Linked DNA regions of Mus musculus: regions 1, 2, 3, 4, 6 and 7 are each linked to region 5. A link is a contact called in public HiChIP or PLAC-seq and promoter capture Hi-C data. All regions are on one chromosome and are shown on one strand. The core of a region is the stretch at or near the end of the contact, and the rest is flanking DNA. Distances in the headings are between cores, read along the strand shown.

Evidence for each region. Promoter capture Hi-C pulls out the DNA fragments that hold promoters and counts their contacts. HiChIP or PLAC-seq counts read pairs in DNA pulled down with a chosen protein or histone mark.
Region 1: a promoter capture Hi-C map of embryonic stem cells shows a contact between it and region 5. The contact joins the promoter of Kcnn1 here to the promoter of Jak3 in region 5. A contact is called at or near these places in 6 of 39 promoter capture datasets (embryonic stem cells, hippocampal neurons, liver and 2 more), 3 of 484 Hi-C or Micro-C datasets (B cells and embryonic stem cells) and 10 of 115 datasets of contacts at active chromatin or transcription factors (bone marrow-derived macrophages, embryonic forebrain, embryonic hindbrain and 5 more).
Region 2: a contact with region 5 is called in an H3K4me3 HiChIP or PLAC-seq map of bone marrow-derived macrophages, with 5 times the contacts expected there. The contact joins the promoter of Slc5a5 here to the promoter of Jak3 in region 5. A contact is called at or near these places in 13 of 39 promoter capture datasets (HPC-7-derived erythroid cells, cranial neural crest, embryonic stem cells and 9 more), 2 of 484 Hi-C or Micro-C datasets (embryonic stem cells and uterus), 8 of 115 datasets of contacts at active chromatin or transcription factors (SST interneurons, bone marrow-derived macrophages, embryonic forebrain and 5 more) and 2 of 9 other capture datasets (adipose tissue and embryonic stem cells).
Region 3: a contact with region 5 is called in an H3K4me3 HiChIP or PLAC-seq map of the 230-238 cell line, with 7 times the contacts expected there. The contact joins the promoter of Fam32a here to the promoter of Jak3 in region 5. A contact is called at or near these places in 7 of 39 promoter capture datasets (the C10 cell line, the HPC-7 cell line, cranial neural crest and 4 more), 2 of 15 datasets of contacts at CTCF or cohesin (embryonic stem cells and pro-B cells), 1 of 484 Hi-C or Micro-C datasets (B cells) and 9 of 115 datasets of contacts at active chromatin or transcription factors (the 230-238 cell line, astrocytes, bone marrow-derived dendritic cells and 5 more).
Region 4: a contact with region 5 is called in a promoter capture Hi-C map of liver, with 2.3 times the contacts expected there. The contact joins the promoter of Ap1m1 here to the promoter of Jak3 in region 5. A contact is called at or near these places in 6 of 39 promoter capture datasets (the 3T3-L1 cell line, the HPC-7 cell line, hippocampal neurons and 2 more), 1 of 15 datasets of contacts at CTCF or cohesin (pro-B cells), 5 of 115 datasets of contacts at active chromatin or transcription factors (embryonic forebrain, epiblast stem cells, extraembryonic endoderm stem cells and 2 more) and 1 of 9 other capture datasets (pancreatic islet).
Region 6: a contact with region 5 is called in a promoter capture Hi-C map of pre-B cells. The contact joins the promoter of 1700030K09Rik here to the promoter of Jak3 in region 5. A contact is called at or near these places in 4 of 39 promoter capture datasets (the C10 cell line, cranial neural crest, frontonasal cranial neural crest and 1 more) and 1 of 115 datasets of contacts at active chromatin or transcription factors (forebrain).
Region 7: an H3K4me3 HiChIP or PLAC-seq map of embryonic stem cells shows a contact between it and region 5, with 2.5 times the contacts expected there. The contact joins the enhancer-like site here to the promoter of Jak3 in region 5. A contact is called at or near these places in 4 of 39 promoter capture datasets (the 3T3-L1 cell line, cranial neural crest, embryonic stem cells and 1 more), 3 of 115 datasets of contacts at active chromatin or transcription factors (embryonic stem cells and forebrain) and 1 of 9 other capture datasets (liver).

Annotation. Positions count from the first base shown.
Region 1 is chr8:70,855,623-70,859,754 of GRCm38.p6, reverse strand. Kcnn1 (potassium intermediate/small conductance calcium-activated channel, subfamily N, member 1) reads left to right here and starts at 2,747. Exons shown (of 10, transcript NM_032397.3): 1 at 2,747-2,823.
Region 2 is chr8:70,891,009-70,894,835 of GRCm38.p6, reverse strand. Slc5a5 (solute carrier family 5 (sodium iodide symporter), member 5) reads left to right here and starts at 2,079. Exons shown (of 15, transcript NM_053248.2): 1 at 2,079-2,531; 2 at 3,119-3,184; 3 at 3,507-3,558; 4 at 3,655-3,722. The coding sequence starts at 2,175. It overlaps Rpl18a (ribosomal protein L18A), which reads left to right. Exons shown (of 5, transcript NM_029751.4): 5 at 1-114.
Region 3 is chr8:72,217,303-72,220,996 of GRCm38.p6, reverse strand. It overlaps Fam32a (family with sequence similarity 32, member A), which reads right to left and starts at 1,252. Exons shown (of 4, transcript NM_026455.5): 1 at 1,137-1,252; 2 at 915-1,056. The coding sequence starts at 1,210.
Region 4 is chr8:72,237,303-72,241,512 of GRCm38.p6, reverse strand. It overlaps Ap1m1 (adaptor-related protein complex AP-1, mu subunit 1), which reads right to left and starts at 1,495. Exons shown (of 12, transcript NM_007456.5): 1 at 1,270-1,495. The coding sequence starts at 1,311.
Region 5 is chr8:71,675,079-71,678,822 of GRCm38.p6, reverse strand. It overlaps Jak3 (Janus kinase 3), which reads right to left and starts at 2,440. Exons shown (of 25, transcript NM_010589.6): 1 at 2,240-2,440; 2 at 302-494; 3 at 23-146. The coding sequence starts at 485.
Region 6 is chr8:72,441,157-72,445,181 of GRCm38.p6, reverse strand. 1700030K09Rik (RIKEN cDNA 1700030K09 gene) reads right to left here and starts at 1,302. Exons shown (of 8, transcript NM_028170.2): 1 at 1,193-1,302; 2 at 1-432. The coding sequence starts at 431. It overlaps Calr3 (calreticulin 3), which reads left to right and starts at 1,404. Exons shown (of 9, transcript NM_028500.3): 1 at 1,404-1,589; 2 at 1,686-1,787. The coding sequence starts at 1,499.
Region 7 is chr8:72,332,774-72,336,441 of GRCm38.p6, reverse strand. No RefSeq gene overlaps it. Among named protein-coding and RNA genes, the nearest start is that of Klf2, 16 kb to the right of the region's middle. Within about 2 kb of position 2,356, at least 16 of the 459 cell types and tissues checked have an H3K27ac peak or open chromatin away from gene starts, as enhancers often do. A contact at or near this core is called in embryonic stem cells, where this site is marked.

The DNA.
Region 1 (4,132 bases), core at 1,498-3,997, 820 kb after region 5:
GATTCTGACCCACCCCTCAGTTTCCAGTCCTGGCTGAAGTCTAATGTCAGCTGTGAGCTGTCCATGGGGTCAGTATTAGTCAATCAACAAACACTGCATAGCTAGCGGCTATGCAGGAGGCCTTGGGCTGGGCACTGTGTACATAGCAGGGACTAAGACTTTGTCTTAAAACAAAAAACATCTGAATAAGGTCAGAATGTGAAGTTTTGGGACAAATGGAGGTCCTGATGGTTGCAGAGATGAGGGGACTGGGTCTTCTAAAACCTCCTTAGGTGGCTGAAGGAGACACCTTGTGTATTATTGGGGACCACTTTCCTGGAGAGGACTGGGACCAGTGCTCTCCCACGTCAAGTCTGACTTGTGTGGGCTTCTGTTATCCCTAAGTACAAGCTCTGCATACAGGACAGGCTCAGGGCACACTGATGGGTAAATCTGAGATCTCTGAGCCCCAGATAAGCCAGAATTAGTTCCCTAAGATGTGTGCCCCCACTTCTTTTGTGACTTCCTTCTCTGCTCCTGCCTCGGGGCCTCTGCACACTCAGCTGTGACAAACTCTTTCCCAATTTTCTGTTCATTTTACAACAGGGCTGTAGCCCAAGTTGGCTTCCTATCTGTATAGGGAATGCTGGCCTTTATTTTATGATCTTCAGGGCTCCACACCCCCCCACCCCCCTACCCCCACCATTGCTGGGATGGCAGGCATGCACTGCATGGGCCTGGCTGATTTCAGAGCTTGGTGGGTGTGGTGGAGGTAAGAGAGTGTGTGTGACCTAGTCACCTCTGCTTCAGCACCCCCCCCCCCGTCTTTACAGGCCTAAAAGGGTTCCCTGGTGTCCTTCACCCACGGCCCAGAGACGGTGGCTCAGCCCTCAGGCCCTAAGGAAGGGCCTCATGTTCAGCAGTCTCCAAAGGACAATTTTTGCAAAGCTGTTTCCTGTCACAGGAGTGTAACTGTGTCCTAAGTGTATCCGTGGCTCCTCTGCCCCTTCCCGCCCACCATGGCCCCTGGAGCCCATGCCTAGGATGAAGGTGTGGCCAGTTTGCACTCAAGCCCAGAACCACCCTGCCCATTACCACCACCAGCTTCATCTATCTCCAGGGCTGAGGTGCCCAGAGGCCTCCAGGCCACCCCAACTGGTTGCTAGGATACCTCCTCCTCCAGGGGCTCCTTAAAGGCAGGGTGGGCCCCAAGAGGGAAGGGGTAAGTCTTAGAGGCAGTGACTGCTGAGCCTGTGAACTCCTTGATTGTGGTCACAGGCACCATGGGGGTGCATGTTGAGACAGGCGCCTGGAGGAGAGCTAGATGGACAGTGAGCACCCCAATTTTGATGACAAACGGGGGCATGCCCCCAATCCCTGGGGGCTGTGAGAGGCTGAGGTGTGTCTCAGGAGACTGAGTGCTTTGCCAGTGTTTATGACGCCCTGGCTTCTGTTGTTAGCACGGAACAAATGGGGCTTGGTGGCCCAGGCCTATCCTGTCAGGTAGGACCTGAGAGGTAGAGGCAAGATGGCCAGTTCCAGGCCATCCTCAGCTCTATAGTAAGTCTGAGCCTCACAGATATGAAACCCTTTCTAAAACAAAAAGCAAAACAATTCCTGGGTAGGGGGTAGGCAGGGAAGGCCCACAGCCACAGGCTGAGGTGGCCACATGCAGAAGGTTTAGGGGCTGGAGGCAGAACCTGGTGCTCTTGGCCTGTCCCTCTGTGGTGTCTCCTGGAACCTGCTTACATCTATCACCCCAGGCTGGTTCCATCTGGCTCCACCTATGTGGATAGTGCAGATGTGGTCCCCAACACCTGGACTGTCACTCTGTTGGTGGCTCTGCTGGGGCTCAGTGCTGTCACTGCTCCCAGGCCACTTGCTGGCCACACATCTGCCCCTCAGTCCTTCCTGAGGCCCTCTAAACTGCAAAGACATTGGGCCAGGAAGAAGCAGGAGCTGGGTGGCTGGGGTGGGGGTGGGGAGGGGATTAGGGAGGGGATACACACACTCATCGCTCGGCTGCAGGCAAACCTCAGCTCCCCAGCTTGTCAGTAATCACGTGACTGAAGGGGCGGAGACTAGACTCCTTGGTCTCTGGGATGTCTTAGAAGACACCTGAAACTCCAGCACCTTAGGAAGTAGGCTGAGAGGAGGATTTCAGTGAGTAAATTCAAGATCAGCTTTGGCTACAGAGCTATCAAAACAAACAAACAAAACCCAAGACCACAAAAAATGTTGCATGAGCTGGAAAGGGGGGCCCAAAACTGTCCCAGCGCTCAGGAGGTGAAGGGAGAAGGAACAGAACTTCAAGGCCACTCAAGGCTAACCTGGACTCCCTGGTAAGTTCTAGCGCAGCCTGTACTTCACAGTGAGTTTGACGCCAGACTAGGTTATGTGAGACCTTGATTCAAAACAAAAACTTTCATGAGTGAGCTCTGTAAGTTTGGCTTGAATGATGGGGGCAGAGCAGGTTCGGGGGTCTCCCCAGCCCTGATGATTGCAGCTGCCTGGAGCTCTTTCTGCCCGCAAGGCTAATAGGGTTTAAGATCGGGGTCCCTGAGGTGAGCGGGCTTGTCTGTCCCCAGAGATGAGGTCCAGGTGTGCAGGATCACCTGCAATAGCCAGCTGCCTGTGCACAGATGCCCATCACCGGGGTTCTTATTCTTGCCCAGTGCCCAGGAGGGAGCTTTAAGCATGGGCGGAGCCTGCGGGGTCATGGGGGTGGGGCCTGGTGCACTCAGCCAATCCAAGGCGCCGCTCATACGGGGCGGCGCTGCTCCCCCTCCCTGGCCGGTCTCGGCGGGGACGCGCTGGCACGAGGGTCCAGGTCCCCGCCCGCAGGTATTGGCGAGAGGAAGCGGGGGTGAGGGGGCTGGGGGGGCAGTAATAGCGGGTCCCTGGGCTATGCGACTAGGGACGACGCTGGGGATGGTGTTGCCACGCGGTCAGGGGTCAGGGACACAGAAGAGAGGGTGCGCGTGTCCCCCGGTGAGGGAAGATTGCGAGTGGGAGACGCTGAGTCCATAAAGTCCATGCACAAGGATGGATGTGATACGGCCAGTGACATGAGCACTCTTCGGCCACCCTAAACTGAGGTCAAGGTGCTCAGTGACAGCACCTGGGCTGCCAGACTGGCCTTGTAAGCTCCCTGGTAGCCGGTGTGCAAAGGGCAAGCAGAGCCGGGCACCCTGAGGAGTCAGTGAGCCTGGTGAGAAGAGCTCTGGCACCCTTCCTCAACTCCATTTCCCCACCAGCTGCTGGGGAGGCCACCTGACACAGGTCTAGTGTCTTGGGAGTTTCTGTCATGAGCCGTTATCACTGTGGTTCCTACAAGAGTTGTGGGAGGTGGGTGCCTCCTTGAGACTCACAGCAAGGGACACCTATTGATCCGATTTTATTTTATTTTGAGACAGGTTCTCAGGTAGCCCTAGTTGGCCTCAAAGGCCAGGCTAGCCTTGCTGTTTAGCACCTCTTGATAGGTATGTATCACCAGTCCTAGCATGGCGACTTACACCTGCCATCCCAGCACCTGGGGTTTGCCACAGTGCCAACCTGCACTATAGATTGAGAGCCTGTCTCTAAAGTAAATAAATAAAATTACAGAAGACAAGAGAAAACGGACTGAGCTGGTACCCCAGGCTCCATGACAGAAAGCAGCTCTGTCCTCAGCTCACAGCCACTCGGGCAGAGCCAGCCTGGTTCCCTGTCAAGGTCCTGCCCTCAGCCACCGCCAGGCTGTGTCCCTTAGTCTGTGTCTGACTCGGTGCTGGCAGAGGATCCAGGGGCCACCCAACCTCCCTCAGCTTTGCTCTTCTTTTTAAAACCAGAAGAGGTATCCCCCTTGTGCCTGGGGCAACAGACAGTCCTTTTAACTGGAGGCTCAAAACACAGCCAGCCCAGGACTGGTCACTGAGCCCTGCCTGCTCTGCATCTGTCCTGTGCCAGCCAGCCTGCCCAGGAAGAGGCTGTCTCAGGGAACAACATGGCAGCACCTAGGCTTGGCATATGTGTCAGACAGCTGAGTCACAGCCCCATATTGCCTCTTCACCTGTGTGTCTTGCAGGCACCCAGGCCACCTTGTCACCTGCTGTTGGTAGCTTGAGGGGCAGGGGGTGCTCATGGGCCAGGATGATTGCAGGGCATGCTGGTG
Region 2 (3,827 bases), core at 830-3,329, 780 kb after region 5:
TGAGGGACTTGCCTCTGGCCCCTTGTAGACATTTCCATGTCTACACATGGCCCAGAGTACTTTCAGGGATAGCAATGTGTGAATGGCACTTAGAAGATAACATGTGAAAGCCATAAGAGGGCATCTGGTCTATAGATGATTCTTTTTCCCATTAAGTCCATTGGTCCCACATCAAAGGAATGGGTGACCCCTCAGACTGCATTGCTTCCCTGTGCAGAGTAGAACCAGTGGCTGCTGCTTTGGAACCTTGAAGAATCCATGAAAAGTTCCTTCTCTTAACCTGGTTTTGTCCCTAGCACCTGTATTAGGCCCACATCTGTAACTCTTGCTCCAGGATATCAGATGCCTCTGCAGGCGCCAGAATTCATATACAGCTCCCCTTCACCCACGTGCATAATTAAGTTTTGTTTTGGGGAGTTTGTGAAGATACCTGGTGTGAGACTAAGCCCAGCCCTCAGGGAGGCAAAGACAGATCTGAGTTCGAGGCCATCCTGGTCTAAAAGGTGAGTTCCAGGACAGTCAGGGCTACACCAAAAGAAACATTGGGTAGGCACACGACCAGCCCCAGCTCTCCCTGATGCTAGGCACAGGTCATGACTGCAAGTGTTGTCCCAACATGGCAGTCCCGCTGCCTCGGGAAGACTCTTCCCTCCCTCCTGCGTTAGTGCTTCTTCCCATTCAGAATACATGTGTCATCTCATCTTAGTTCTACCCATTCTGAAGCCTTGCAAAAACCTGAAACCCCGGGCTGGAGAGATTGGCTCAGTTAAGAGCACTGACTGCTCTTCCAGAGGTCCTGAGTTCAGTTCCCAGCAACCACAATGTGGCTCACAACCATCTGTAATGGAATCCAGTGCCGCCTTCTGGTGTGTCTGAAGCCAGCTACAGTGTACCCACATGTAAATATAAAATAAAGTCTAATAAGAAGAGAAAAGCCCTTTCAACCTCATCAGTAATGCCCTCAAGCCCGCCTGCCACCTAGGTTTAGGAGACTGCCCTAGCCAGGCCTCCCTCCTAACCAGCACCTCCAGGCAGGCAGTCCAGCCAGTATACAGCATATGAGGCCACCAGGGGGCGTGTGCCTTAGTTTTACTTATCAGACCACCCGGGAAGTACAGACGTGGCTCAATAGGGAATCAACCCTGAACACCCCAGAAACGGCCAGTTCTCCAGAAAAGGGTCCCGGTGACAGTTCTGCATCATCCCAAGCCCTGGGTCCCTTGAAAGCCACTATCAGCAAACTTCTGTTCTGGACCCAGGTATGCCAAAGTACCTGCGACAAGAAGGGAGAAATGGGTATCCAATGAACCCTCACTTGTCATCCCAGCACTAGGGAAGCCATGGCAGGATTGACACACCTTTGTGGTCAGCCTGTGGGAAAGAAAGGAAGAGAACAGGAAAGGGGAGGACAGCCAGGTCAGGTGTAGTGCACACTTGTGTTCCTGCCGGTAGGGTGGGCCTTGGTCAGGACTCCATACCAGCCTGAGCTACATGAGACTCAGCCTCAAACGCGTGCGTACACGCATACACACACACACACACACACACACACATACACACACATACAACCATAGGTCCAGACTGCCCTGTGCAGGTAGGGAAACTGAGTCCTAAACAGAAGGAAGAAATTCTCCAAAGAGAACCTGAGTGCCTCCCACCGGGTTAGCAAGGGTGGACAGTTCCTTCTCCCACGCTGCGGAGAAAGGCAGATGCTCTCTGGGGGGAAGGCTCGAGTCTCGTTTTTCCTTATGGGGCCCGGAAGTCCCCGAAAGTGAACCCCAGTCCTGGGTTCCTCGTAGCTCTGGTTCCTAACTCCCGCAGGCTGTGTGAACAGAGGGGAGCGGAGGTCTGAGCCGTCCAAGGCCCTTCCTGTCTGTTCACAACTCTACACGGAACAAGCCCTAGATGTGGGAGAAAGTGTCAGGAGACGCTAGTGTCCCCCCAACCCCGTTGCCCGCACCCCTGAAGGCCCGCTCGCCCCAGGACGGAAAGGGTGCGGGTCGCGCCCGCCTCCCAGGCTGGGGGCGGGGCCGCGCTGACCCCGGAGCCCAATAAATCCGCCGCGCGAAAAGCTTGTGGGTCGACGGCCCAGCAGGAACTCGCGCTGCGACGACGCTCGCTCTGAGAGTCCCCGACGTCCTCCGCATCCTCTCCGTTCCGAGTTACCTGTCTCCATGGAGGGCGCGGAGGCAGGGGCCCGGGCCACCTTCGGCCCCTGGGACTACGGCGTGTTCGCGACCATGCTGCTGGTGTCCACGGGCATCGGTCTGTGGGTCGGCCTGGCCCGCGGCGGCCAGCGCAGCGCCGACGACTTCTTCACCGGGGGCCGGCAGCTGGCGGCAGTGCCTGTGGGGCTGTCGCTGGCCGCTAGCTTCATGTCGGCTGTGCAGGTGCTCGGGGTCCCCGCGGAGGCAGCGCGCTACGGTCTCAAGTTTCTGTGGATGTGCGTGGGCCAGTTGCTCAATTCGCTGCTCACAGCCTTGCTCTTCTTGCCGATCTTCTACCGCCTGGGCCTTACCAGCACCTACCAGGTAGGGGACTTGGTCCCATGGGAAGGTTCCGGGAAGATGCCGCGGGCACCGGGCAGGGCCAGGAAGGAGGAAGAGCCAGTCCGGGCCCCACAGCTCGCAGCAGCCTCGGGGCAGTGGCCTCCCGCTGACACCTGTCCCTGCGAGTGCCCGTACCAGCCACCCACCGGCGCCCGACAGAGTTCAAACGCCTGCAGTGAGGTGTAGGATTTCCCAAACGCTCAACAACTGTAGTGAAAACGGAATAGCATCCACTTGCAGTTTCAGCACTAGGGAGATTGAGGCAGGAGGATTGCCATGAGTACCAGGCCAGTTTGGACTCCCTAGGGATACCCCAGTTTCAAATCTGAGGGCGCAACTAGGCACCCTGAAACAACGGTCCAACAAGTGTAGCGACAATATGAAGTCCCATGTGTGATATCTCAGTACTAGAGAAGCTTTGGCAGGAGGATTGCTGCGAGTTCCAAGCCGGCTTAACCTACACAGAGACTCTGTAAGCTCAGTTGGGCACTCCGGAACAGAGTAGAAACAGTGAGGATGGCTGAGGGGTCACTTGCCCGGTAACCTCCAGCCCTTGGCTCCCTCTGCAGTACCTAGAACTGCGCTTCAGCCGAGCGGTCCGGCTCTGCGGGACGCTGCAGTACTTGGTGGCCACGGTGAGCGAGCTGCCCGCCCTGCCACGCCCACACGAGCAATTATCATAGCCCGCTCCAACCTGACCTCACGCCACACCCCTCATCCTACCTGGCCCCGCCCCCTTCCAGCTTGAGCTAAGCTTCTCTGGGACATACAAGGACCACGCCTATAGCTCTGCCCTCATTCTGCCTATGGGCACCCTCTCACCTAGCTCCACCCCATCCTACCTAAAAACACCTTCTTGCAACCTGGCTCCGCCCTTTCTGCCTGATCCGCGCTCTCTTCTTTCTGCCTCCAACCCGTTTGCCCGCCCCTTGCCATCACCGACCTCCCCACCCACAGATGCTGTATACTGGCATCGTGATCTACGCACCTGCGCTCATCCTGAACCAAGGTCTGGCTGTCGGGAGCGGGAGGGGCCAGGAGCCCAGGCTGGACCCTACATGAGCAGGCAGGATGAGGGAGACCTGACAGGGGGTGTGTTTTGCAGTGACCGGGTTGGACATCTGGGCATCGCTCCTGTCCACAGGAATCATCTGCACCTTGTACACGACCGTGGTAAGTGGGTTGTGGTGGCTGACACGCGGAAAACCTCAGGCAGGCAGCACCACTCCAGCTTCCTGGCACCTGAGGTAGCCGCAGCCTGCCTAACTGTGCCCGTGT
Region 3 (3,694 bases), core at 3-2,502, 540 kb before region 5:
TCCCAGCCCACATGGTGGCTCACAACCATCTATAATGAGGCCTGGTGCCCTCTTCTGGTTTGCAGGCATATATGCAGGCAGAACACTGCATACATAATAAATAAAGTCTTCCACTCAGGACCAGAGCTACCAACGACAGCAGGAAGGGGTGGCAGACCCTAGGGGACTCTAGTTTGTATCAAGTTGTCCAATTAGGGTGCCCAGAAGGGCCACAAGACCGTAGCCAGCCAGCCCATGTCGTTATTCAATTGCAGAGGCAAAAAAACAAAACAAAACACTCCACTGAAGTACAGGCTATACCAGACCAGAGAACACAATTGGCTGGGAGACAGCAAGGTGACCCACACATCCCAGAAACTCTGTGGGAGTTCCAATACATAATTGATGCCCTTTGTTAGATGGAGAAGGTGCCTTCCTGGGTTTTCTCAACAGGGATATCACATTGTAACACTGCATCCTAGAAGTTCAAGTCTACAGAGATAGTGCCAGGACAACCAAGGCTACATAAAGAAACCTGTCTCAAAGCAAACTAAACAAACAAACAAACACCCAAAATAACTAGTATGGCCTTGTGGGCCATGCTAGCCTCTCCAGGAACTAAAAAGCTGAGGCAGTAGTTCAGGGCCAACTGCAGCCTACATAGAGAGTTACAGAAGAGCCTGGGTTCCATCCACACACACACACAACCTTCAAATAACAAAAGTACATTTGAAGCTAGGAAAGCGAGTTGTCATGGAAACAGACTTTGTGGTAACTTAAGAACAATGAACTTGGCTAGCATTAAGAGCTGATGACATCTGTCTTCCCAGTTCACAAGAAGACCACTTTAGGCAGGGCTACCAGGCTACCAGGAGTTGGGAGAAGGCCTGGGCTACACGGGCAGTTGGAGCCGGCCTGTTCTGCCCCTGCCTCACCCGCTTCTCCTGCATCTTTTCGAAGGCTGCCTGCGCCGGCGTGCGCTTGTCCAGGCAGCGCCTTTTCTCCTCCTCGCTCTTCTTGCTCGTCCCCATGGCCTCCAGCATCTTGGCCTTGTCTTTGTCTTTCTTCTTCTTCTTCCTGAGAGAGAGGGGGACGGTAAGAGGGGCCGGAGCTGGGGGTCGGCCCTCAGGGACAGACCGCGGGCTCCCGGGCCTCACCGCTTTGTCACGCCGAGCTCTGCCACGCCTTTCAGCTTCAGGGGGCCCTTCTGGACTTGCTCGTAGGCCTCCATAGCGCTCGCAAGCCGTGCCCCGGGAACTCCGCCACACTTCCTGTTTGCATACAGTACTTCCGGCCGAAACCCTCCTCGCTTCCTTCTGATTGGTCAGCTAGGACGCACGCGTCCTCAGGGTTCAGAGTAAGTGCACACTTCCGGTCTCGGGTAGTCTTGGCAACTGTCCAACAACATAGCTCGCCTAAAGACACACTTCGTATTTGGGCGTCCATTTCTGACTTTATGGGCATCCACTTTTGCTTTGTGGCATTATTTACTTAATTACTTTTTTTCCAATTTAGAAAATTACAATTACCCAGAACTCCAGAGACAGAGACAGGAGGATCTCTGGATCTCTGGATTCAGCGTGTTTTATGTAGTGACTTCAGGTCAGCCAGAACTAAAGACTGTGTCTCGAAATAAGTAATAAGAAAGAATAAATCTGGGGCTGGTGAGATGGCTCAGTGGGTAAGAGCACCCGACTGCTCTTCCGAAGGTCCAGAGTTCAAATCCCAGCAACCACATGGTGGCTCACAACCATCCGTAACAAGATCTGACTCCCTCTTCTGGTGTGTCTGAAGACAGCTACAATGTACTTACATATAATAATAAATAAATCTTAAAAAAAAAAAGAAAGAATAAATCTTTAAAATTACATTAAAAGTTAGTTACCTGTATACGTGTATGTGAGTGTGTGTACACACGTGCCAGAGCACACGTGGAGTACAGAGGACACTTTGCAGTACTCTCAGGCCTTATGCTGTGGGTTCCTGGGAATCAGACTGATGTGGTCATATTTATAGACGAAGATCCTTTGTCTGCTGAGTCATCTCAATGGTCACAATTATTTTTCTGTGAGTTTGAGGGCAGAAGTGTCATGACACTAAATGAGTCTGATAAACGTGGAATTTGCTGTGTAGACTGCTCTGACCTCTAGCTTGCTGCAGTTCTGACTGAGCATGCAGAAAACTGGAACTGCAGGTGTGTGCCACTGCCCTAGCTTGTCTTGTTGATGTTTTATAGAGGACAGGCTTGCTATGTAGCAGATGATTAAACTGTCTTTTTGGTTGTTTGTTTGTTTTGAGACAGGGTCTCACTGTGTAGCCTTGGCTGTCCTTGTACTCCTTATGTAGGCTATGCTGTTGTGAATTCAGGGATATCCACCTGCCTCTGCCTCCCAAGGGCTGAGTTTAAAGGTGCGTGCCACCATGCCCAGCAACCTTACTTCCCAACTACTGGGATCACAGATGTGCTGGGATTTTTTTTTTTCTATAGCAATTTTGGGGAGTGGGGAGGTTACATTTATTTATTTGTGTGCTGTGTAGAGCAAGTAGAGGTCAGAGCACAACTGTGGGAGCTGCTTTGCTCCTTCCACTGTGTGTCCAGGGAATCAGGCCCCTACTGCTGTTCTGTGAGAGGCTCTCTCTGTGTGCGAGGCTCTCCTTACACAGCCCCGAAGCTTGTGACTCCCTTAGTTCTGGATGTTAAGCCTGAGCCACTACACCAGGCTCACTTATTATTCTATATCTGATGGCTATTCTTGGTTTACAGCTTGACTACATCTTGAATTAAATAAAACTCAATAAAAGTGTTGATTTTTTTCTAAGTAAATCATTTAAAATGGGAAGATCCAATTTTAATCCAGATCATTTGAGATGGAAAAATCCACTTTTAATTTGGGACACACTTTTTTCTGGCAGCTGATGCATGTTTGCCCTAGCTTTTTATAGTGCATTCTGTACTTTCACTGACATTAGAGCCTGCTTCTTTGGGATTCCAGCATATACTGAAGACCAGCCAAGACATTTAGCATTGTGGAGTAAACAATTATTGAATTGTCGGACTCTAGCTGGACCATAGCTTGGGAACCACCCTAGCTTCCATGGCTAAATATATATAAAATCAGACTCCAGAACCACATTGAGAGCACCATTCTGACCTTAAAACCCAGGACCAAAACCTGCAAAAATGGGAACAAAGATCTAATCCATCAAAAATCTAGTCCATAGTTCCAGAATCCAGGAAAGTCCCTAAATATACTAACCTTGCCTTTCACTTCTGCTTCTTGCTATTATTGCTAACTAAAGTATCTCAACCAGGACGTGATTTTTGTGCATTAAATACAAAGAACTGTGAGCCTTGGGGATGCACAACATGGGAAGTTCACCAGGCAGCCTCTGGCCAACAATAAAGACTTTCTTTCTGGCTTTAAGAGTGTCTCTGTGCGTGTGTTCTATGGTTTTATATATAAAACATATATATGTTGTGTATGAGTGTTTTGCTTGCGTGTATCTAAGTGCACCATGTGTATGCCTGATACCCAAGGAGGCCAAAACAGGGTGTTGGATGCCCTGGAACTGGAGTTACAAATTCTTGTGAGGTGCCATGTTGGTTCTGGGAATTGAATCCAGGTCCTGCCTGAGAGATCTTTCTAGCCCTGTTATGTGTGTGTGTTGAAACCCCTTAAAATCTCCTTAGTTTTTTTTTTTTTAAGATTAGGGA
Region 4 (4,210 bases), core at 246-2,745, 560 kb before region 5:
AACAGCCAGGTGCTTACCAGGTGGTGGTGGCAAATACCTTAATCCCAGCACCTGGGAGGCAGAGGCAGGTCAGTCTCTAAATTCAAGGCCAGCCTGGTCTACAGAGTGAGTTCCAGGACAGCCAGAGCTACACAGAGAAAACTTGTCTCATAAAACCAAGAGAGGGAAAAAGTCAGATTCTGCTGGGAAGTACAGACAGGCAGATCCATGCGTTTTAACGGTTCAGGCAGCCTAGCTCAATCAGTCTAGTGACCCGAGTTCGATAACAAGAGCCCATGTAAGAGTAGCAGGGGTCTCCTTCCTCCACACACCCGCAGAAACACACAAATGAAGATTTCTTTCTCAGATAACGCTGGGCAAGATGCCAGGGTCCTGTTTCTGTGCAGGGCCTTCATGTCTCAGCAGTCTTTGTTATTCCCAGTCAGGATAGCTCTCCCTGATTCTTCAGTTGCAGCTGCTAGTCCATTATGAAGACATGGCCCCAATAGGTATTCATCTATTTCTGTTTTTTCCAAGTGACTAAGTTGAGCTATGACAGATTAGGCTAACCCACGGTGGCCCTGGGCTTAGCACCTGCCTGGCGAGGATGCTTCCAGGCCGCTACTTCCCAGTAATCAGTGTGACTCTAGGCACTGTTTCCCCCTCTAAAACCACACTTTTGTTTGTTTTTGTTTTTCGAGGCAGGGTTTCTCTGTATAGCCCTGTCTGTCCTGGAACTCACTTTGTAGACCAGGCTGGCCTCGAACTCAGAAATCCGCCTGACTGCCTCCCGAGTGCTGGGATTAAAGGCGTGCGCCACCACGCCCTTCTTAAAACCACACTTTTATCATCCGCTTCTCTTAATGTCATAGGAAGCTCAGTGGCTCTAGGGAACGCTGAAGCCTGTGGAGCGAGGGACCGACCTAAGGCCATAGTTCCCGCCACGCCTCTGGCCAAGGGTCGCACGGTCCCCGGGGCGCAGGGTCCTGCTACAGGAGTTCGCAGGAGAAGCTAGAGTCCGGTACCCAGGCGAACAAAAAGGGAAAGGGGCAAAGCGGACAGTTACCTAGCAACCGCAGCCCACCAAGTTGGCTAGCAATGGGGCGGGACTCGCGGAAAGACCACCGCCCATTTCCTAGTAACTTGGTAGGGCTGGCAAGTGAGGCTGCCCCGCCTGCCTGACGCCCTAGCTGGGCTGGTCGGCCAGTTGCCTAGCAACAGGGTGGGTCCTGACAGGGCGAGGGCCCGTTGGTTGCCTGGCAACGCGGAGGGTGGCGAACCCTTCAGTACCTTGCCCTTCAGATCCAGTACGTAGACGGCGCTGGCGGACATGGCGGCTTTGGAAGGTCTCGGCAGTAGCCGAGGGCGGCGGCAACGGCAGGAACTGCGGGCGTTCAGCAAGGCCCGGCGCGCCCCGAGACACTTCCCCTCCACTTCCGGTCCATGAAGCAGCGCGTGGACCGTTATGTCCGGTCTGAAGGGAGCCGCAAGTGCGCAGGCGCGTAACTGAGTGCAAGCGCAGTAGGAACTTTTTGGCAGTATTTTTCACCCATAGCTCAAACGGGCCGGAAGTCAGGGGGCGTGGCCTTCCTGAAGAGCGGGGCCTGGAGGACCAGGGCGGGGCAGCTTTGTCATTACTCCTTGTACCTGAAGGACTAGCTGTGGAATGAAGGTGGACGCTTCCAAGCCTGTTGCTGTGAGAAGACGCTGAAAGCGGAACCGATTTGGAGTTGAGCCTTTTTTTTTCTTTTTCTTTTTTTGTTTTTTCGAGACAGCCTTGCTTTCTGCAGAAGTCAAGTAAACTAATATCCCGTCACTGACTGTGACTCGCCGTTAGGTGGCGCTTAAAGGAAGTCAGTCTCCCAATGGCAATCCAGCCTTATCAGCAATCACTTGTCACTGTCAACCTCTCAACTGACTGGGCTTCACCCGTCTTGCCCCAGTGAACCCAGGGTAGCACGTGTGTAACTTAGCCTGTGCCTAATTCACAGTAAGGCTGAGCCGGGCGTGGTAGCTAGCGCACGCCTTTAATCCCAGCACTCTGGAAGCAGAGACAGGCGGATTTCTGAGTTCGAGGCCAGCTTGGTCTACAAAGTGAATTCCAGGACAGCCAGGACTATACAGAGAAACCCTGTCTCAAAAAAACAAAACCAAAGTAAGGCTGATTAAATTTTAATTCTGCCATTCTTCTTTTTTCGAGACAGGGTTTCTCTGTATAGTCCTGGCTGTCCTGGAACTCACTTTGTAGACCAGGCTGGCCTTGAACTCAGAAATAAACCTGCCTCTGCTTCCCAAGTGCTGGGATTAAAGGCGTGCGCCACCACCGCCCGGCAAATTCTGCCATTCTTAACCACCTTTCTGCCACCGAGAGATCAAAGGAGCCCATCAACACTCCTCCCCGCCCCAAGGGCTTTTTTTTGTTTTTTACTTTGTGTGGTTTTTTACTTGTGTGACACATAGTGAAAGATTCCCGAAGGGAGACCCTTACTCAGACACTTAAGTCCCGGGACAGCCGCGTACCCAAGAAGACACTGAGACCATACATAAAATGTAGAAGGTAAGATTTAATAAAGCAGCGACATGAAAGCACACAGACCAGAGCTCTGGGGTCGAAATAAAGCAGCAACATGAAAGCACACAGAGCTCTGGGGTCGAAACTCATACACCTTAGCACAGGGTAGAGGAGTCTCGACAGTCAGCCAAAATTTTTCACAGGCTTATATAGTAAAACTCAAAGGGGGAGAACTGGGCAGGAAAAGTACAAGTTTACATCACTAGGGAGTTCTGCCAAAGGAATCTAGGTAACTAAGGAGTCATGTCCTATCAAGGAATCTACGTCAGGAGGCCTTTATCTCAAAAATGTTCTTGGAACAGTTTTTTCGAACTTTAGGGTGAGGAGTTTTGGGGTGAAAAGTTTAGGAGTGTTCCGAGAACAATCTCTAGATGGGAGGGGGTGGGCTCCGAGGTAAAAAATTCATGTTCTTACAAGAGGCCAGTAATTTTTCATTCTTCATTCCCCACTTCTTCTTGTAAGTAATTCTAATCTTAGAATTTCAGAAGTCTATATCTCTATGTGGAGAATACTGCATTTACTCTATCTTTAACATGGGAACAACAACAGAATAAGGCAGATTAGTAAACAGAACTAGGCAGGGACCCTTCTAGTGAGGCTTGAGGGTCTCAGCATGACGCAGGTGTACGCAGATCAGATCTCTGGCTGGAACTGGTAAGATGTCCTTGGGGTACCCAGCTTGTTCACTGTAGCCAGTTGTGATCAGACTTCTTTCTGCACCACCTGTAAGCCTTATAACTTAGTATACAGATCATTATTATAACAACATAGGTTTAAACACATTATTTAAGACAGTGATGGGCATAGGAGCCCCATAAAGGATCTTAAAAAGAGTAAAACCGAATCAAGAGGGAGTATTCTCAGTTCTAAATAGGGCAAGGGGAAGGAGTACCAAGTAAGTCTGTGCCAGTCTCTAGGATTAATTTTGTCAAGGTCTGTTTAGAGTTTTATTCAGTATTTCTATCTGTCCTGAGTTCTGAGGTCTGTACACATAATACAATTTTTATTTGACCTCTAAATACTTGGCCACACCCTGACTTACCTGGGCAACAAGGACAGGACCATTATCTGACACTATTGCTTTTGGCACTCCGAACCTTGGAAAATTTTTAATAATCTTCTTGATGACTATCTGAGCAGTCTCAGTTTTACAAGGAAAAGCTTTTATCCATCTTGAGAACGTTCACAAAAACCAGAAGGTATTCATACACATATTTTTTTCAGTAAAGTCTATTTTTCAGTAGATGTCAGGTCTGTCTCCTCATGAGAGGACTAGTTTTCTTTTTTCAGTTTCTACTATTTTATACAGGGTTTCTTTTACCAGTCTTAATTTGTCTATAACTTGATAGTCTTCAGACTGTCAGGATCATTGCTCTTTAGGATGCCTGGGCGGTTAGATTTGCCACCTGATTTTTTTTAGCCACAGCATCTTAGGTCTTTCTCTGCAGATGTCAACAGCTCTCTTTGTCTGTATATATAGAGCTTGTATTAAAGCCACAAGTTTAGCTTTCTGGGCTGAGGTTCCTTTAGGGAGGCTGCTGGCCTAGATCACTTGCTTTCTGTCCACCACTGCACTGCTGTCCCCGCCTTCCGCTTACCTTCAACCTCCAGGCTACTGCCATCCGTGTACCAGCTCAAACTCTCAGGCCAAGGCTGATC
Region 5 (3,744 bases), core at 1,191-3,690:
AATCAAGGGGTTCACTTCCTACCGTAGCCTGTAGACCAAGACTTGAGTGTCCACGTCCTCTATGCAGAAGATGTGGCTTGGGGGAAACCAGCAAGAGAAGTCCTCAGTGGCCAGAGCGAAAAGCGAATGATAAACAGGCAGGATGCCTGAAGGGATGGGCACATCAGTTCACCCAAGTCAACTACACGGGCTGATCCCATGATCCTCCCTTACCAAAATTCCACACCCCTCAAAACCCCAGCATCCCCTTTCTCAATAGATGTTGCTATTACATGGCATGGTCATCTAGGGACCCACTCACCACAGGCCTTGGCAGCTCGCACACATAAATCCTCAGCCAAGTAGTCCCCAAAAGAGAATGACAATCGCTGGGGAGGCCCAGGTCCCCGGGGAGGAAGGAGCACATGCAGGGCTCCTGCCTCTGAGGATGAGAGGCTGCAAGAGCGCTGAGGGATCAGAGGTGTCTCCTCACTTGGAGGTGCCATGAGTATAACCTGAAGAGGCATGGAAGGGGGTGTGACTGAAAGAGGGAAGAAGAGCCACATGCCCCCAAGTGACAGCCAAGCTGGGGACTAGGTGTCTTTGAGTCTGTGCATGTCTGCACCCCTGCAGACATCACCAATTGATCCACAGACCTCCACATCCTAGCATAGTCAGCCAAGCCAATATTCCAGGCAGGCAGGAGCAATTGACAGCAGATATAGAAACAGGTCTGAACAGGAAACAGGGGTGTACAGAAGGATGGGGACAGTTGTCTTATTCCCTACAGGTCTAAAGGTCACAGGACCATCTTGACTGGAACCAGAAGCTTCTGTGATGGGTGTCCTGTGCATAAATCTGTAGATATGCGCACAGGGACCTATGTTGTCTCCCAACCCTTTCTGGTCTCTCTTCAGCCCATTTAACCCCATGTCCAACATCTATTTTATGCTCCTCTTTGGTCCTCACAGTAGGGAGGTTCTCTGCAGTGGCCTGTGTGAAAATACACTTCCCACCCTTCAGAGCTGCTGAGGGCAAGGGGTGGGGCCTGGGCCTGAGAGAAAAGGCAGGAAACAGCCCTTCAGCTGCTCAGACCAGTCCTCAAGGCCAGGAAGAAGGCTCACAACCAAGTCCAAACAAAGCTGTGAAAAGGGTATGCTAACTGCATAAATTTGCCCTCTGGCCTCTTCATGTGCACCCCTCCCATGATAAGACAACAAAAGTAGGCATAGCAGCACACACTTTTGACCAGAAAACTCCAGAGGGGGAGGCAGAAGATTAGAAGGCCAAGGCCAAGAAGGGCAGTGGTGGCACACGTCTTTAATCCCAGCACTTGGGAGGCAGAGGCAGGTGGATTCTGAGTTGGAGGCCAGCCTGGTCTACAAAGTGAGTTCCAGGACAGCCAGGGCTACATAGAGAAACCCTGTCTCGAAAAAAGAAAGAGAGAGAGAGAGAAGTCCCAGGCCAGCGCATGAGACTGTATTTTAAAAAATAAAAAAATCTAGCTTGGCGGTGGTGGTGGTGCATGCCTTTAATCCCAGCACTCTGGAGTCAGAGGCATGTGAATCTCTGTGAGTTGGAAGCCAACCTGGGCTACAGAGTGAGTTCCAGGGCTACACAGAGAAACCCTGTCTCAAATCGAGAACTGAAGAAGTCATTAACCTATTACCAGAGGTGGTGGTACACAACTGTCATTATATGTTCAAGGTCAGACCCTGTCTCAAGAAACAAATTAGGGTGACCAACATGGCTTAGGGAGTAAAGACGCGCTTGCCACCTAGCCTGCTGGTCCCCAGGATCCACATGTTAGAAGGCGCGAACCCACTCCTCTGACCTCGGAACATGTGCAACGCACACACACGCAGAATAAAACAGATTAAAATGTTATAGAAGTGTACAAAAATAAAACCATCAACATTGTCTTCCCTGTTCTTTTGCTCCTGGGAAGGCTGCAGGAGGATTGCTATGAGTTTGGGGCTACATAGTGACTTCTAAGCCAGCAGGGCTACGGACGGAGAGCCATCCTCAAAATATAAGACATAAAACAACAAAGCGGACACGAATATTAAAGAAGTATGAGATTATACCAAATGGAAAGTTCAGGCCCTTTACTTCCCCACTCCTAGAACAGGGAGGGTGGGGTTGGGGAGCCCGCCGCGCATGCGCGCTGCTGAGCCGCCAATGCGGTGTCTAGGCAGCGCCCCGCTCCCGCTCCCGCGCCCGCACACCCGCGCCCTGAACCTGTGCCCCGCGCTCCTACCTGCAGCTGTGCCGAGGCAAAGGACAGCCGAGGCTGCGACAGGAAAGTCCCTGCTCCTTCCTGTGCGGCCCCTGAGCTTCCTGGCCGCCGTCATTTACGGAAAGTCAGGGCGCCCTGGGGGCGGGGCGGGGCGGGAAGCCCGGGGGAGACTAGAAACCTGTGCCGCAGGCCACCCTTCTGGGGTGGGAGCTGTGCAGAGACAGAAAGGCTGGGGTGCTGCTGGGGACCTGAGCTTACAGAGCACTCCCCGCCTCGGGCTCCTGTCTTTGCATGTCCTTGGAACAACCTGAGCCAGCCCGGGCAGGGACTTGCTGCGGCTAGAACACATTTCAGGCTTCAGTTTCCACTCCGCCTCCAACCTTTAACCTCCTAAAAGACACACTGCGTAATGTTTAAAAAAAAAAATTACGGGCGGAAAAAAACCAAACCTCTGGGCCTCCAGTCCTAATGAACTAAGAGGGGCCTTCTCCTGGGAAGCCCACCTGCTTGCTGGGCGTGCCCCCACTTCCTCTGAAAACCTCGCCTTTTATTCTGCTCAAAAGCTATGAGATGAGGCTTGCTAGAAGGCTGAGGAGTATACGCTATCGCCACACAAATCGACTTGAGTTCCATCACTGGAACCCACAGGTACAGCTTGGAGGATTCTGAAAAGAACTCCTAGGCCTCAGATGGTGATGGCAGGAGCCCGTTCTCCAGTCCTCCATCCCTGGCTATGCACCCTGGTGCCTCCGTTTACCCATCTGTTGCCAGTGGCAGTGTCTGCTGCATGGGGTAGAACTAAGAGTGATCCTGGGGGAGAGAACTGTGCAGCTGTGCTTCCCTAAAGCATGCCAAGTTCTGTTCTCAGATGCCCCTCCTGGTGGGTGCCTGGGACCCAGAGCATCCACAAGTCCTTTAACACCACACACAGCAGGTCAGGCCTCTGTCTGAGAGAGGATGACGTGAGGAAACAGATGCCAGGAATGGAAACGTGAAGAGATAGCAGGTGTGATGCAGACGATGAGGCAGAAGACTGGCAGAACAAACCAATATGTGCCACACAGCTCACTGGTGGAGCTCCTACCTAGAATCCCCCAGTGAGGGGCTGGGGACACGACTCAGGGGTGGAACATTTGCATAAGCACCAATACCTGAGATTTCATCCCAGTTGCCATGTAAAACAGCTGGATGGAGGTAGGAGTATGGCTGGGTTGTTACTGGCCACCAGCATAGCTCCTTCTCTGGCCCTACCCATGTAGGACACGAAGAAGACACCAACAGGCCATTGTAGCACATGTGTGACAATCCCACCACTCAGGAGGCCAAGGCAGGAGGATTGCTGCCAGTCTGAGCCAAGCCTGGTCCACATAGAAAGTTTCAGACCAGCTCAGACTATACAACTAAACCTTGTCTTACAAAATAAATTTTAAAAAAATTTTAAGAAAAGAAGAAAAAGGCAACTGTTGGGTTCTGTTACAAATAGTTCAAAGCACATGGAACATAGCAATATTTGTGAGAAGCAAGAA
Region 6 (4,025 bases), core at 53-2,552, 770 kb before region 5:
TGGAAAGTTCTGTGTGGGTACTGGGAAGAAACAGAAGCTGCACCTGTCCTCTTAGGAAGACTCTGCTCGATGGATGTGGAGTCAGACTCCACATCAGACCAAGCCATGGGCACCTGCTTCCGATTCAGGATCTTGGTTTCAATCTGGGCCAGTTTCCTAAGGGCCTCACTGGCTCTGGTCTTGGAGGAGATGGTGGGAGGCCTCAAGCCCAGACTCACCCCCCTCCCTGCCATGGCCTCCTCTTTGGGCATCAAATATTTCTCGTCCATCGTTTGGTTTCTCTTTAAGATTCTGCTCTGCCCAGGTGTCACTTGGCCAAGACTTCGGGCTTGTAAGTTTCTGATCTCTTCCATCCTCGAGCTATCTAAGAACATATCCCTTAAGTCAAAACCACTACGTGGAGGGCCAAAGGGTCTTCTTGTGGAAGCCATTCTAGGAAAATAAAGATTGTGTTTTCAGCCTTTAAAAGTACTTCACTGTATAAGTATACTTTTTGTTTTGTTTTTATTTTTTTCAAGATAAGGTTTCCCTGTATAGCTCTGGTTTTCCTGGGAGCTCCTTAGATCAGGCCTGCCTCCCAAGTGCTGTGATCAAAGGTGTATGCCACCACCACCCAGATAAAAGTATTTCTTTTAATAAGCTGTAGGGCGTGTGGGACAGGCATAAGAACTGGTAAGGTTGAGTGAGCTCAAAACCAAAGAATCGGGGCTGGTGAGATGGCTCAGTGGTTAAGAGCGCCGACTGCTCTTCTGAAGGTCCCGAGTTCAAATCCCAGCAACCACATGGTGGCTCACAACCATCCATAACGAAATCTGATGCCCTCTTCTGGAGTGTCTGAAAGACAGCTACAGTGTACTTACATATAATAAATAAATAAATCTAAAAAAAAAAAAAAAAAAAAAAAACCAAAGAATCTCAGAGAGATTTGAGGACAGGCGTCCAGATTCGTACCTATATCTGTACCTGCTCTGGAACCTGTAACCAGGATACACAACTGAGAGGACCCATATCACACAGCACCTGGAGTTCTTCTCCATGCTAATAACACTGCCTATACTCAGTTTCCTCGCTATTGTTTGCAAGCCCTAAGGGATCATGCCCCATCGCTCTCCAGATGAGGAACCTCTGGTGTGGGTATGCCGCCCGTTTTCCTGAAGCCCCTTGCCAACCCACTTGATCACTGTGAGGTCACCTGAGTAGCTGCGTTGGCTTCTTCCCGCTAGGCTTCAGCCTCAAAGTATAGGCCCCAGTGTGCGGTTGCCTCAGGAGACAGCGCCAGAGCAACTAGAGACTACATTTCCCGTCGGCCACCGCGCTCCACCCACCAATGAGCAACTCAGGTCACAATCCCGGGCGTCACGGGACCAGTAATTTCAGCGCACCCATTAGCGTCCCCAGGTCATAATCCCAAGGCATGCCGGGAGTTGTAGTTTCTGAGTTGCGCCCGTCAAGCGGTACGGACGCCTGAGAGCAGAGAGTTGAAGTCGCACGTGCAGCTATGGTCTCGGCTCGTGCATTGCTCTGGGCCATCTGTGTGCTGCGCGTGGCACTAGCCACTGTGTACTTCCAGGAGGAGTTTCTAGACGGAGGTGAAGGCGATTGCCGTGGTGGCTGGTGGCCTGTGTCCACCATCTATGATATGGACCCGTGCGCTTTGCACCACTAACCCTCCTGTCTCCCCACAGAGCGCTGGAGGAACCGCTGGGTGCAGTCCACCAATGACTCCCAGTTTGGGCACTTCAGAGTCTCATCGGGGAAGTTCTATGGGCATAAAGAGAAAGACAAAGGTTAGTGTAGAATCGGGAGCAAATAGAGTAGAGTTAGAAACCTCATGGCACCCTGACAACGCACCCACCGTTCAAGCCAGGACACTGAGGCACATGCAGGCTCTGCAATACCCTGTTTGGGTTTACATTCCTTTACGATTGACCAGAGTAGCCGGGCGGTGGTGGCGTACGCCTTTAATCCCAGCACTCAGGAGGCAGAAGCAGGTGGATTTCTGAGTTCGAAGCCAGCCTGGTCTACAGAGTGAGTTACAGGACAGCCAGGGCTACACAGAAACCCTGTCTTGGAAAAAGAAAAAAAAAAAAAAATTGACCGAAGTGTGTTTTGGTTTAGTCTTTGAGCAGTCTCATGTAGCCCTAGATGGCTCTAACTCTCAGCCTCCCAAGTGCTGGTTACTTTTTCCACATCTATGTATGTTGGAGGCAGTATGCACCTTGAGTGTGGATTGGAATGACAGTGGAGGTGCTCAGAAAGTGCTGGAATGACAACTGGAGTCAACAGGAATGACTGTGTTGGCATTTTTCAGTAGTTGCCCAAGATCATCTCACTTCATGAAAATTGGAACCATGCTGTAGCACAACCTAGAATCCTAGCACTCCAGGGTCTTCATGAGGCAGGAAAATCACAAGTTCAAGACCAGCCTAGCTATAGAGTGAGCTCTGGCCCACCCTAAGATACAGCCAGGTCTTGGCACAAAACAAAAAGAGGGGAAATCAAAATGAAAAGTGGGGCCAGCTAGATTGGCCTGTGGCCAAGCTTGGTAACCTGAGTTTGATCCCCAGAACCTACAGGGTGGAAGGAGAGAACCTATGCCCACAAGTTGTTCTCTAACCTTGGCACATGCCCCAACCCCACAAAATGAACGAATAAATAAATAATTAAATTGTATTTTCTTTAGGTTTTTAGTTTTGTTTGTTTTGAGCCAGGGTCTCTATGTATCTCTGAATGTCTAGAAACTCTTAAATCCACCTGCCCCTTCCTCTGCCTCTTGAATGCTGGGATTAAAAGCATACACCAACAAAACTGGCTAATAAATATGTATGTCTAACATCTATGAAGTCCTGAATCCCAGCTCCAGTACAGCCTAAACGGGTTGTAGTGCACACTCGAGAAGTGGCAAGAGAATTTAAAAGGCTGAAGTCATTTTTTACCTATATTGCAAGTTCAAGGTCAATGCAGGATACTTGAGAATTTGTCTGGAAGAAAAAAAAAAAGAGTTCGTTTATCTGAGACGGGTTCTCTTTATGAAGTCCAGGTTGGCCTTGAACTCCAGGTCCTCCTGCCCCAGTCAGCCACATACTTGGTTGGTTCACAGCTGTACTGGCTGGTTTTGTGTGTCAACTTGAAACAAGCTGGAGTTATCACAGAGAAAGGAGCTTCAGGTGAGAAAATGCCTCCATGAAATCCAGCTGTAAGGCATTTTCTCTATTAGTGATCAAGGGTGAAGGGCCCATTGTAGGTGGTGCCATCCCTGGGCTGGTAGTCTTGGTTCTGTAAGAAAACAAGCTGAGCAAGCCAGGGGAAGCAAGCCAGTAACATCCCTCCATGGCCTCTGCATCAGCTCCTGCTTCCTGACCTGCTTGAGTTCCAGTTCTGACATCCTTTAGTGATGAACAGCAGTGTGGAAGTATAAGTTGAATAAATCCTTTCCTTCCCAACTTGCATCTTGGTCATGATGTTTGTGCAGGAATAGAAACCCCAACTAAGACAAACTGATACCACCATTGTGGGTTGTTCCTATGACAACCTGACCATGTTTTGGGGAGGACTGTGGAAGGACTTTGGAACTTTGGGCTAGAAGAGCCATTGGGATGTTAAGAGCTCTTTGGGATGTTCTGTAGGAGCTTGGGAGATAATGTTGAGAACAGTGCAGAAGATGGAGGCCTGGCTTGTGAAATTTCAGAGGGAAAATTAAAGACTCTTATCAGGGTTGCTGCTATTTTGATTGTGAAAATTCTATGGTTTTGGTTAGCTGGGGCTGAAGAATCAGCCGTGATGAACAAGATACCAGAACTACTAAAGTGAAACTTTTGCATTACTGGGACTATTGATGCTGGTTAGCTGGAGCTAAGAAATTAGCAGTGATTATGAAGAGACCAGCATCACTGAGGTGGAATCTTCTAGGAAGTGTTTTCTGAGCGCACAGAGGCTATGTTCCAGAGATAGCTTCTTCTGTGGCTGGACTTGGTAATGTGAAAGAGTCACCCAGGTGGTACTGGTTTTGAAGGCATGAAGGGGTC
Region 7 (3,668 bases), core at 1,107-3,606, 660 kb before region 5:
CCATGGACACTGCATGGGTCTTTAGCGTGAGCTTTGTTTTCTGGCCTTTTTGTTTAGTTTCTGGGAGGGGTTTTGTAGCCTCCAGCATTCTGTGTAGCTAAAGCTGGCCTGAATTCCTGATTCTCCTGCTTCAGCCTCCTGAAGTTTATCCTCTTTATTATAAATACTTTGTCAGGACTGGTGATGTTTCAGTTTTGTGAAGGTAATAGCTGCCAGGGGCCTGGATCCAGTCAGCTATGGCACATGTGTTCTGTGTGCTTTTGCACACACACACAAACACAGTAGCACCTGTATTCATTCACACACACAAGCTATGGCTGTGGCACATTTCTTCACCACACACAACCAGTCTTCAATATAATAATAATAATAATAATAATAATACAATAACTTTAAAGAAGAAAAAACTTCTAAATGTGTATTTTGTCAGTGGATAGTGGTGTGCACACTGTCCAAACATTTGGGAGGCAGAAGAAAGGAAAGTACAGGTTTGAGGCCAGCCTGGGGTACATGGGAGACTCTGCCCAGCCTGGGCTACATAGAAAGACCTTATCTTTAAAAGCACCCCCCTCCCCCATTAAAAACAAACATATTTATACTCAAGATTAACTTCACTTGCTGTCTGAGAGAGAGGTGTGAGCATTGCCTCCAATGTTGCCTCTAACTGGCATGGTGAGATTTAATGTAAGAAACACAACCTCAAATCATTTCACTCAGACCTATCTGCATTAGTTACAGCAGTGGTTGTCACTGATCCCCTCAGCCTTAGGAGGTGGAGGCAAGAGGATACAGAGTTTAAGCCCAGCCTGTCTCACACAACAATAAATATAGGTGAATAACCAAGGATGGAGGTGCGTGCCTCCCATCACAGCACATGGGAGATAGAGGCATCCTGGTCTACATAGCAGACTCAGGGCAGCCTGGGCTGCATAATGAGACTCTGGCTCTAAATAAATAAACAACAAGTCACATGGCCTGTGAGATGGCTCAGGGGTTAAGGTGATTGCAGCCCAGCCTGAGGACCAGAAAGAAGGAGGGACTGACTACTGTAAATTGTTCTCTGACCTCCACACATGACCATAGCTTTCACACACACATTAAACAAATAAATAAATGCAATATTAAGAAGCAGCGAAACACATTATGTTACTCTGGGTGTAGATGGAGGTGGTGGCACACGCCTTTAATCTCAGCATCAGGAGGCAGAGGCAGGCAGATCTCTGAGTTTAAGGGTAGCCTAGTCTATAGAGCGAGTTCCAAGACAGCCAGGGCTACAACAACCAGCACAAGAAGACCTACAGAGTCAACTAACCTGGCCCATGGGGGTCACAGAGACTGAACTACCAATCAAACAATGTATGAGCTGGACCTAGGCCCTTACACATTGGTAGCAGATGTGCAGCTTGGTCTTCTTCATGTGGCCCCTAACAGTTGGATCAGGGGCTGCTTCTGAATATGTTGCCTGCCTTGGATTCCCCTCCCCAGCTGGACCGACGGTCAGGCCTCAGTGGGAGAAGATGTGCTTAGTCCTGCTACAACTTGATGTGCCAAGGCAGGCGGGAACCCAAGGAGGCCACATCTCTGAGGAGAAGGGAAGGGGTGATGGGCATAGGGATTTGTGGGACTGGGAGTGGGGTGGGTGGGTGGGTGGGTGGTGAGACCAGAATGTAAAGTGAATAAATAAATTAATTAATAGAAAAAAATCAGTCAATCAATAAAAAGGCAGAAGGAAGAAACAAAAAAGTGGGGTTTGTGGGGATAGGGGACCAAGAAAGGCGGCTTCAATCCCCAGTTCCTGGCAATCCGGAGGCTGAAGCTGGAGGAACAGGCTGCCACACCCTATACCACTTTCTACAAGCTTTTTTGTTGTTGTTGTTATTCTGAGTTGGTTTTGTTTGTTTTTTTGGTTTTAGGGAAAAGATGCAGATTAGGCATTTCAAAGTCACACTCTTTGCAAACTAGAAACACAATAAAAAAAAATTCTGGGCTTGATTGGCCTCCTGGCTTCTGTTCATGGCCTCTTTTGTGTGAGGCACAAGACTGAAGGCCCTGTCTTTGTCATGTCAACTGCACTAGCCGGGTTAAGTGCAGATTCTTCCCAAGGTCGTAGCCCAGTTCAGTCTGGTTTGTTGTGATCCAGTACTGTAGCTTAAAGCAAGACAGTGGTGCTTGTAAGTATGTTTTAAAACTCTTTTTCCTGGACAAGCGAGGCTTGACCACTTTTAGGAACATGTTGGTTATGACTTTAAACTTTAGAAAAAAAAAAAGTCATGTAGCAAAGGGTAGCCATAGCTCACCATAGCTGTGGATACTTTTGAACTCAGGATCCTCCTCCCTGCTTCCCTAGTACATGGTTGTGTCACCTGCTTGGTGCTTGGGATGCAGCCACAGAGCTGTAGCCCTAGGACAGTGCTTATACTATGCACAAAGCTTCCCATTTCTTTATCTAGCAAGTGCTTAGAGGTTTTGAAGCAGGGGAAGTATGGTCCCATCTAGTCAGGACACTCCCTTGAGCCCAGGAGTTTGAGGCTGAAGTGGGTAACCCAGACTCTTATTGCTGTATAACAGCCCAGGCTGGGGAGATGGTGCAGCAGGTTAGACTCCTGCCACCAAGCCTAAAGACCTGAGCTCTATCTCAGGCCTCACATCACCAGTGTGAAGGAAGCAGGTTATCCTTGACCCCCTCCATAAATTAATGAGCAAGGAATGAACAAATAAAAGTACATGAGAAGAAATGGCCAGAATTTAGGAGTCAGTCCCAGCCGGCCCTCAGGGTCTCTCCTGCCAGGTCACATGACAAACCGGCTCTCCTGCAGAGAGAGTTTCCTCTAGCTGCCCTCAGGACTCCAGCCCCCACAACCCTCCACCTCCCCACCCCTGCTGGGAGAACTTTAATTTCTTGGACCATTGTTTCAATAACAACTGAAGGAAAGGCAAAGGCAGAAAGGCCACCGGAGAGCCAGAGTTCAAGTCCACTCTCAATTGTAGAGCAAGTCAGGAGGCCAGAGTGAGCATTGAGACACCCCAGCTCAAACAGAAGAGAGAAAGAGGGGGGCATGGGAGTGAGGGGAGGTAGAGCTCCATGGCTCAGCCAGCAAAGGCACTTGGTTGCTTGCTAAGGCTGGTGTCTTGAGTTTGATCCCACGAACCCACATGGTAGAAAGGAGAGACTCCAGCAAGTTGTCCTCCAAGTTCCACACGTGCATGCAAGTATGCACATGATAAATAAGTGTAAGAAGAAAGCAGAAACAGCCTACACCCCATGGGTATATGAAACTCATTTTGCCAGCTAGGTGCAGCTCATGATTGGTACATGTGTGCCTGAGAGCAGGGCTCTCACCATAGGAGTCCCCCCACCACCACCCCACCTCAGGAAAGTCAGTTTGTAGCAATTGTTCAGCCATAAACATCAGCTTCCACAGAAGCAACAACAGATGGGCAAGAGCTGCAGGGTCCTTTCCTGGTTCTAGGTCCTGAGATAGGATGTCCTGACTTCTGCAGGCTGGAGGTGGGGTGGGGATGGGGGCTCTACCTTGGGCCTCACATCACCTCGCTGCTGTCATTTTCCCTTAGTCTTGAGTGTGGGGATCAGAGGACACCTGTGGGAAGTTGTTCTTTCCTTCTATCATGTGGATCCTCTGCCCAGTGCACCTCACCAGCCTCTCATG